Regions from separate parts of the Mus musculus genome. Here region 1 is linked to region 2. A link is a contact called in public Hi-C data. All regions are on one chromosome and are shown on one strand. The core of a region is the stretch at or near the end of the contact, and the rest is flanking DNA. Distances in the headings are between cores, read along the strand shown.

Region 1 (4,622 bases), core at 1,678-4,177, 99 kb after region 2:
AGGCACTTGCTGGTAAGCCTGATGCCCTGATTTCAATATACACAGTAGGAGAGAACAACTCCAGATAAAGAAAGTTGGTCTCTCACTTCCAAGCATGCACTGTGACATATGCCCCACGACATTTCCACGCACAAGGAATATATATATATATATATATGTATGTGTATATATATATATATATATATACATACATATATATATATATATATATATATATATATATATATATATATGCACACACAAATCGCCACACCATTTCATACTAAGATGGCCTAATGAAAAGGTGGCGAAGGTATGAGGCGCCAGGCCCCTCTGCACTGCTGATGTGATGTAAAGTGCCACAGCCACAGTGGAAAATAGTTTGAAGGCTCCTTAGAAGGTTCAGCAGAGAATTATCATTATCCCCAGCAACAGAAAAGAAATTAAAAGAATCTCAAATGGGTATTTGCACACTAATGTTCTAAGCGACACCAACAGTGCTATAACTGATGAATAAAAAAATATGAAGAATCTATCTCCATCAAAGTATTTTCCAGTCTGAGAAAGACAGGAAATGCTAAGACATTCTATAAGATGCGAAAACTATGGAAATATGATAAATGAAATAAGACACAAAAAGATAAATTCTTCATGATTCTACTTAAAAAGGTACTTAGAACAGGCAAAGCCACACAGATAGGAAGTAAAATAGGAACCAGTTAGCTAGCTAAGAGGGTAAAGGCACTTAGCAAGCAAAAGGCTGTCCATAAATAAAAAAATGTAGCGAAGATACTAGATGCCCTCTTACCTCTATAAAGTTGCCTTATAACCTCCACACATACACCATGACTTACATGCTTGAGCATATGCAAGCACACATGGTGGAAAGAAGGAAGAAAGGAAGGAAGGAAGGAAGGAAGGAAGGAAGGAAGGAAGGAAGGAAGGAAGGAAGGGGGAAAGGGAAGGAGGGGGGAAGGAGGGAGGAAGGAGAGGGGCTGGAGAGATAGGACCTAGTTTGGCTCCTAGCACCAAGGCAGCACACAACTGCCTATAACTCCAGTTCCAGGGGATCCAATGTCCTCTTTTGACTTTCATGGCTCCTGTACATAGGTAGTACATATACATACACTCAAAATTTAAAACAGAAATGAAACATTTTTAAAAATGAAAATAAGTAGCTGGGCATAGTTTAATCCCAGCACTAGGTAGGCAGGTGGGTCTCTGTGAGTTGGAGGCCAGCATGGTCTACTGAATGAGTTCTAGGACAGCCAGGGCTACATAGTGAGACCCTGTCTCAAAAAGCAAGCCTCCCTCCCCCAACAAAAAAAGTGAAATAGTAGTTATACCAGGGACTAAAAGGGGAGGGGAAACAAGTAATGATTTAATCGGTGCAGGTTGGCAGTTAGGATACTAGGTAGTGATGGTAACTATACTCCAATATATTTAATGTCACTGATCCATAACACATAAATGTGCTTAAAATGGAAAAGTATCTTATATAAGGTTTATCACAATAAAAATAAAAGTTTAAAAATTAAGGTTAGGTGCTAGAGAGCTTGGTTAGGGGTGAAGGGTACCTCCTGCTCTTTCAGAGGATTAGAATCTGTTTCCAGTACCAATATCAGGCAACTCAACTGCCTGTAACTCTAGCTCCAGGGGGTCTGATGCCCCCTTCTGGCCTCTAGGTACCTGCACACACAAGACATACTTACACATAAACATACATTTAAAAAATATTTCTTGGGGGCTGGAGAGATGGCTCAGAGGTTAAAAGCACTGACTGCTTCCAGAGGTCCTGAGTTCAATTCCCAGCAACCACATGGTTGCTCAAAACCATCTATAATGGGATCGGATGCCCTCTTCTGTTGTGTCTGAAGACAGCTACAGTGTACTCATATAAATAAATAAATAGTTAAAAAATCAAATATAAATAAAATTAAATAAAAAATATTGCTCTATTTTCTGTGAAACTCAAGATAACTCAAACAAGCAATAGGATGAATATTTATACACCATCCAAAGAAACATAAATTTGATACTCATTTGCTGAGAAATGATAGTAAAAAAACAAGGTTTTTATTTTTCATAATTAAAGTGTTTCCAAAACAGAAAAAAAAAAAAAAAAAAAAAAAAGCCAAACCATTTCGTATGGCTAGTAAGAGCACAGCAATTCAGAAGAGAGCAGTCTGGTGTCTGAGTCAAGAAGACCCAGGCAGCACTGGTCAACCTTGTGTACTGTGACAAGCATAATGCAAACTGTGTACCAAGGCTCTGGTGAAGTTATTTGACACAGCCTTGGATGAGGTTTGCCAGAAACAGCTATATTCATGTGAATTTGAATTCATTTTTGGTACTTGCATGTCTAGAAACCTTTTATACTGCTAAATTTCTCTAAACCCCACATTCACTTTCAAAGTCCCAAAAGGAGAGGCTGTGACTCAATTCGTCAGAAGTTGAGTTTGCCTCTGTACCTGGCTTCCTAGAATGTTTCAAAGCCCTATTACATGGCTTCATCTTGTTCTTCCTTCAGGACTTTGTTCAAATGTCAATTCTGACATAAATCTCTCCCGACCCCACTATTTAAAAATCAGCGGTAGAGTGCTTGCTGCTTGCCAAGAATGCACAAGGCTCTGGTTCAATAATCAGCACCAACAAAAATAAATAATGAAAACATAAGGAAATCACAGCACCAATTACCCTATAAATTTAGCACTTTGAACTTCTTTCCTACCTTATCTTTTTCCATAGTACTTACCATGATCTGATAACATATATTTATATTTTTTGCTTCTCTTCACTAAGATGAAAGCTTCAAAAGGGCAGACATTCCCACACCCACCCTTGGAGGGAGGGCTAGGAGATGGCTCAGTGCCTAAGAGCATCTGCTGTGAAAAAAACAGGGCTCAAGTACAGGAAGCTTCAAGTTCAGTGGAAAATGGTCTCAGAAAGTAAGGAGACTGATAGAGGAAGGCACCGGATGTTCTCTGCCCCTCTCTCTGCTAGGATCAGACACAACATACATTAGGCAATCAATGAATAGTTGTTGAATGCTGTTGGCACCGTCCCAGCAGCTGGGATCATGAGCCTTTTACCACAACTTCCACTGAACTTGAGAGTGTTCACAAGAAACAGAAATGAGGAACAAAGCAGAAGTCTAAAGAGAAGTCCATTTGGATAAGTCTTGTATCTCTCAAGAATATAATAACCCTTGCCCTTGAGGTCTGGACACGAAGGGCCACATTACACACTAAGCAGTGCTTAGTTGGCCCGGTAATGTGGGCCTCTAGTCCCAGCTGCTGGCAAGATTGAGGCAGGCAAGCACAAGTTACAGAGAGAGTTTAAAGAGAGCCTGGGCAACTTACTGAGACTGTATTAAAGTAAAGTATAAGCAAGGCTGGGGCTGTAGCTCAGAGGTGATCGATCAGCATGCACAATGCCCTTGGTTCAATGCCCAGCACTGTGGAGGGGTGGAGGGAAAGAAGGCTTTGTATCTTTGGTCTGAGATTTACAAAGCAGCAACTGCAGCGGCTCAGCAAGAATCAATTCGCAAGGGTAATGAACACAAATAAACTCTAATGTCACATCCAGTTTAGATGCTAAGCTAAGGGTCACTGATAGAGCATAATAAATAGGTCGGGAAATATGAGCTTTATAATCAAGGAACAATCCAAATTTGGGCACAGACTCTGGCAGGTGCTTTTATTTTGGTCTGTAGAGACTTTTATCACGAGTTCCAGCCCGAGGAGCAGCAGAGGTGGGCCTACCTCTCTTTCATGCCTCATAACTTTCATAGCTGTCTAACATAACAAGTAATTAACTGCCAAACAGCTATTTCTTCTCCTCTGAGGGGAAACTGCTCACCAGTCATTTAGAAAACATTGTTTTGTCATTTTCCAAACAGAGAGGAAAAAGGTTAGTACCTTTTGGCAACTACTACTGATTTAGAGCCAAATAAAAATTTCTGCCCAACTCGGCAAGGCCCCACTTCATCCTTTTGTTAAAATGATCAATAACTTCTTAATTATGTCACTCTTCCCAACAGATCCCCAGGTGAATTGCATATATACACACTGCACTGTGTGTGTGTGGCCATGTCTGTGTGTGTGGTGGTAGTGCCTGAAACAGGGCCTTGCACATGCTGGCCAAGCACTATCAATGAACTATAGCTCTAGCCTATAACTTATAAAAATCTTTTTCCTGTTTCCTGATGACTAATAGCAAAAGCAAACACTTAAGAAACAATTCACCCCCAGCCAACCCCCCCACACCCCATACCCCCCCACACACACGCAGATGCACAGCTTGGTCTTCATGTGGGTTCCCCAACAACTGGAGCAGGAGCTGTTCCTGAATCTACGGCATGCCTGCGGATCCCATTCCCCTAACTGGGCTGCTATGTCTTGCCTCAGTGGGAGAGGATGCACCTTGTCCTGCAGTGACTTGATGGGCCAGGGTGAGATAATACCCAGGGGTCTCTCTTCCTCTTCTCGAAGGAGAAGGGGAGGGGGGAAATGGGGGAAGAGCTGTATATAGGGGAACTGGGAGGGGAAGGGGGGCTGATATTGGGATGTAAAGTAAATAAATAAATGAAAGCAAAGAAAACAATTCACTAACAAGAATATATATTTGCTGGGGAGAAGGGA
Region 2 (4,435 bases), core at 142-2,641:
TGGAACAGAGCCAGAAAAAGCCATGTTTCTAGCACTTCTGAGAAAACTGTGGCTTCTGTTTATCAAATTAAAATGCAAAGCAGCTCATTCCTGTGTCACTAGAAACTGTCAGAGAGGGATTATGGTTCCCACCCCAAGGATGCAGGTCAGCTACACAATACCCATCTTCCAGTACTGAGAAGGAGGAGAAAGATTAGGCCTGCTTCCAAATAGCAGGCCTGCCTGCTTGTTACCGTGGTAACCTCCTTTCCCTGAGCTGCTCTCATTTGTCTCTCTCTGCCTGACCTTCATGTTGCTCTGACAGTTCTGAGGAGGAAAAGGTGCCTGCCTGCCAGCTAAGCACTCAGACTGAGGGCACTGAGCAAGAACAAGAGGCACTCAAATTCCCTCTTATTCTAGACTCCAAACTGTGACCTCAGAGAAAGAGATTTCTGGTGGCTCTTGTCATTCCACCCTTCCTGCCTGCTCTCAGGGACACCTCACTTCTCTGATATATCCTTTTAGTGTGAAGACTCTGAGTCAGAGTCAAGCAGGAGAGTGACAAGCCACAGAGAAGAGGAAAAATGAGGCATGACAAGCTGGACTACAGATAATAAAATACTAACTCAAAGCCGCCTGACATACAGCATCCTAGGTAGGCATAGCTGCTGATTTCCTCGCTGCAAGACTCGTGCTATGTGCACTGTCAGAAGAGAGATGGAGCCCCAAAGCTTAGTGCTTCCCACTGTTTTTCAAGACATGGATATACAGAGTTTGACCACTGATCAAACAATTACTGAGTTCTTTCCCTGGAAAGCTTTTATATTATGCACTGAACATTGAATGGTAAATGGAAAAGACCACTGAATACATAGAAATCAGACATTACTAGAGCTAGGCATCTGTCTCACCTCTGTGATTCCAGGACTCAAGAGGATGATGTAGAGCTGAGTTTCAAGCTAGCTAGGACTATATATTAAATCATACAAACCCCCAAAGAAGGAATGGGGGTGGGGCATGCTTGAAAACCTATAGGGCATGTGGATAACAGAAACAACTACCATTGAGGTTACATTAAGACAGCCACAGATGCTATCTCTGAAGAGGTGTATTTAAACTGAGACCCTGGATGGGAAGGTGCCAGTCACATGAAGAACCTAAGCATAAACAACAAGCAGAGGGAACAGCATATACAAACCTCTAAGGCACAATATATTCACATTAGATATACCCAGGGGAAAATGCATCTGCTGATTCCTAGGAGGCACGAAGAACGGGCAACAGTAAAATAATTAACCAGAGTGGTTATGGTATCTTGCCTCTGTAATCCTAGTATTGGGGAGACTAAGGAAGGAGAACTACAAGTTCCAAGCTAGTTTGAGTTATTGCGTGTCTTAAAAAAAAAACAGGAACAGCAAGATGGCTCAGCGGGCAAAACTGCATGACACAGAGCCTGGGTTGAAATCCAGGACCCATATGTGGGAAGGAGAGAACCAGTTCCTTTGAGTTGTAACCAGATCTCTCTACACACGCACCACAGCACATGTGCACCCACAGACATATTCACAAGCAAGCAAGCAAGCAAACAATGCAGCTAGTCACTGAATTCAAGTGATTGTTATTTTTCAATCATAAAAACCTGTGATGTATGGACAGCTTGCTTATCCAAATTCTTGATGGTGCCTCATGGTAGAAGCTCGTTATCCTAGCTATTCTGGAAAACGAGTAGGAATGTCACAAGTTCAAGGTCAGCCTGAGCAATTTTGTAGGACCTAAATATTGAATATACAATACTAGGGTCAAATTTCTACTAACTGTCATTCCAAAACACAGTTTATAAGAGTAGGGCTGGGCTGGGGAGATGGCTCAGTGGTAAGGTGCTAGCTGCAGAACCTGATGACCTTAGCTTAGATCTTTAGAAGCCATGATAAATCGGGACAGGGTTGGGTAAATAGCTGTAAAAACAGCATGTTTCTCTAAATGCTTGAAGGCTGAAATAGGACATTGAATGGAAGCTTGGGGGCCAGCTATCCTGGTGTGCACAGTGAAAAACAGCAAAGAGGCCTACTCTCAAAATGGAAGATTCGGACTGACTCCTGAAGTTGTCCTCTGCTCTCCAGATGTGTGTATACACCCCCCCACCCCCGCCCCAGAGTGAGTGAGCACGGGAGTGCAAGAGAACAGGGCTAATTATTATTTCTCTTCCATTCCAGGGCTTCCATCAAATCCCTTTACCCACCATGTTTTTCTCAAATCTATGTACGCTGGAGCTATGAGGCTATAAGGAAAGTGGCTGGCTACCACATGGAAACTGCCATTGACAGCTATGGTTTATCTTCACTCAAGCAGATCTACACTGGTTCTGGATTTGTTTCCAATTGTAATAGGATACAAAACAAAGGGACGGACACACACACACACACACACACACACACACACACACAGACACACGCTGGTTTGCCTGACATGGTCCCTTATCTCATATGCATGACCTTGTGTCATTTCAGATAATATTCAGTTAAGGCCCTAAAATGTGAATACTGAGCAGTCAGACAATTAAAGTCTAGAACTCTTTGCACACAGGTAGATTGATCCTTTCTCCCAACTTCCTTTTTTGAGGTAGGGTCACACTGAGCAGCTCTGACTGGCCTGCCATTCTCAGCAATCCTCCTGTTGTAGCCTTCTGAGTACTGGGATTATGGATGTTGAGGCAACATGCCTTGTAGGACTTTGGGGTTTTTGTTTGTTTGTTTTTGTTTTTTAAAAGATTTGTTTATTCTATGTAAGTACACTGTAGCTGTCTGTCTTCAGACACTCCAGAAGAGGGCATCAGATCTTTTATGGATGGTTGTGAGCCACTGTGTGGTTGCTGGGATTTGAACTCAGAACCTTCAGAAGAGCAGTCAGTGCTCTTAACCACTAAGTCATCTCACCAGCCCCCAGACTTTGGTATTTTTAATCAGTAAGTATTTGACAGCTAGGAAGGATTTGAGTTTTTCTTTTTCTTTTTTCTTTTTTGGTTTTTCAAGACAGGGTTTCTCTGTGTAGCCCTGGCTGTCCTGGAACTCACTCTGTAGACCAGGCTGGCCTCGAACTCAGAAATCCACCTGCCTCTGCCTCCCAAGCACTGGGATTAAAGGCGTGCGCCACCACGCCCGGCTTTGTTTTTTGTTTTTCTTTTTTCTTTTGGATTTGAGTTTTTAAGTTAAACAGGGCCATATGCAGCCTTTTCTTTCCCCCTCCAGCTTCTTCGAGATCAGCCCAAACTTAGCTCTTCTGCTCTCTAGCAAACTAGAAGCATGCCCCAGCTTACCATTTGTTTCTCATTAAAAAAAAAAAAACAATAAAAAATTTGACACAGAGTCCTATTAAGTTACTTAGGCTGGCCTTGAACTTGTGACATTCTTACCTGGCTTCCATAATAGCTACAATAGCAGTCTTGTAACAAGAGGCTTGACAGACCACACCTAATTTTACACTAGTACCCATTAGTCTCAGTTTTCGCTGGCACTTGTCTGTGCCACTTCACTGTGAATATATAAGAGCTTTCTGAAAGGATAGCTTTTCATGCCAAATCAACAATGTATGAATCTATTTCCAATATGAATTAAAAAAATTTTATTTATAAACTTAACCCTGTAGAAAGGAAAATCTCACATAAAGCTATGTTCCTGAAATGTAATATTTTAGAAAAGAGTAGAGGGAATGACCAGACTGATACTAAAAGTCACTTCAGATGAAAAGATAATCATGGGGGGGAAAAAACCTAACTTTGAAGGCTGTGTTCAGATATTTTGCTGTCTTCTTTAAGAAAGTCATTTAATTTTTTTTATGCCTAGTGTGTTCATTAATATGAAAACCATACTGATACATATTATAAGAACTAAATGAAATATATAAAAAGTATTTAGCACTGCTGTCTGGCACATAAGTCAGATATCAGCACTAATTCAGGATACAGGTTAGGTATTCAGATTAATTAATTTTTATGTTTTTGAGGCATACCCCTCGCTGGTCTGGAACTCATTAGGTAGGCCAGACTGGCTTGGAATTCTCAGCAATCCCCTTGCCCAAGTGCTGGGATTATAAGCATGTGCTACCATGCTGAGAAAGAGCCGGCTGTCCAGAAGCAGTGAGCTGACTCGGTGGTTAGGGCCTTTGCTGCCAAGCCTGGTGACCTGAGTTTGCTCCCCAGAGCCCAGGTTAGGGAAGGAAAGAACCGAGTCCTGCTTTCTGCCTTAGTTTCTTGTCCAGCATTTAATGCCTAGCCTTTAATAATGGCTGAGCCATCTCTCTAGCCCTGCCTTCATGTTTTGAGATTAATAAAATAGCACTGAATAAATTTTATTGATTGATTTTATTGACTGACTGTGATAGCTTCTGCATGCCAGGCACACATTCTTCCGTGGACTTACATCCCTAGTACTCTTTTTAGCTTTTACTTTGAGATTAGGTC

What was found. A called contact is a pair of places that touch in the nucleus more often than the background predicts.
Region 1: a Hi-C map of bone marrow-derived macrophages shows a contact between it and region 2, with 30 read pairs. The contact joins two enhancer-like sites. A contact is called at or near these places in 4 of 15 datasets of contacts at CTCF or cohesin (CD8 T cells, the G1E-ER4 cell line, large pre-B cells and 1 more), 99 of 484 Hi-C or Micro-C datasets (B cells, the BV-2 cell line, the Ba/F3 cell line and 59 more), 8 of 115 datasets of contacts at active chromatin or transcription factors (the 230-238 cell line, CD8 T cells, the HPC-7 cell line and 5 more) and 2 of 9 other capture datasets (adipose tissue and liver).

What each region holds. Positions count from the first base shown.
Region 1 is chr9:65,841,619-65,846,240 of GRCm38.p6, forward strand. All of the region lies in intron 12 of Trip4 (thyroid hormone receptor interactor 4), which reads right to left. Among named protein-coding and RNA genes, the nearest start is that of Zfp609, 16 kb to the left of the region's middle. Within about 2 kb of position 2,928, at least 45 of the 459 cell types and tissues checked have an H3K27ac peak or open chromatin away from gene starts, as enhancers often do. A contact at or near this core is called in adipose tissue, bone marrow-derived macrophages, granulocyte-monocyte progenitors and 1 more, where this site is marked.
Region 2 is chr9:65,744,225-65,748,659 of GRCm38.p6, forward strand. All of the region lies in intron 2 of Zfp609 (zinc finger protein 609), which reads right to left. Among named protein-coding and RNA genes, the nearest start is that of Oaz2, 70 kb to the left of the region's middle. Within about 2 kb of position 1,392, at least 142 of the 459 cell types and tissues checked have an H3K27ac peak or open chromatin away from gene starts, as enhancers often do. A contact at or near this core is called in adipose tissue, bone marrow-derived macrophages, granulocyte-monocyte progenitors and 1 more, where this site is marked.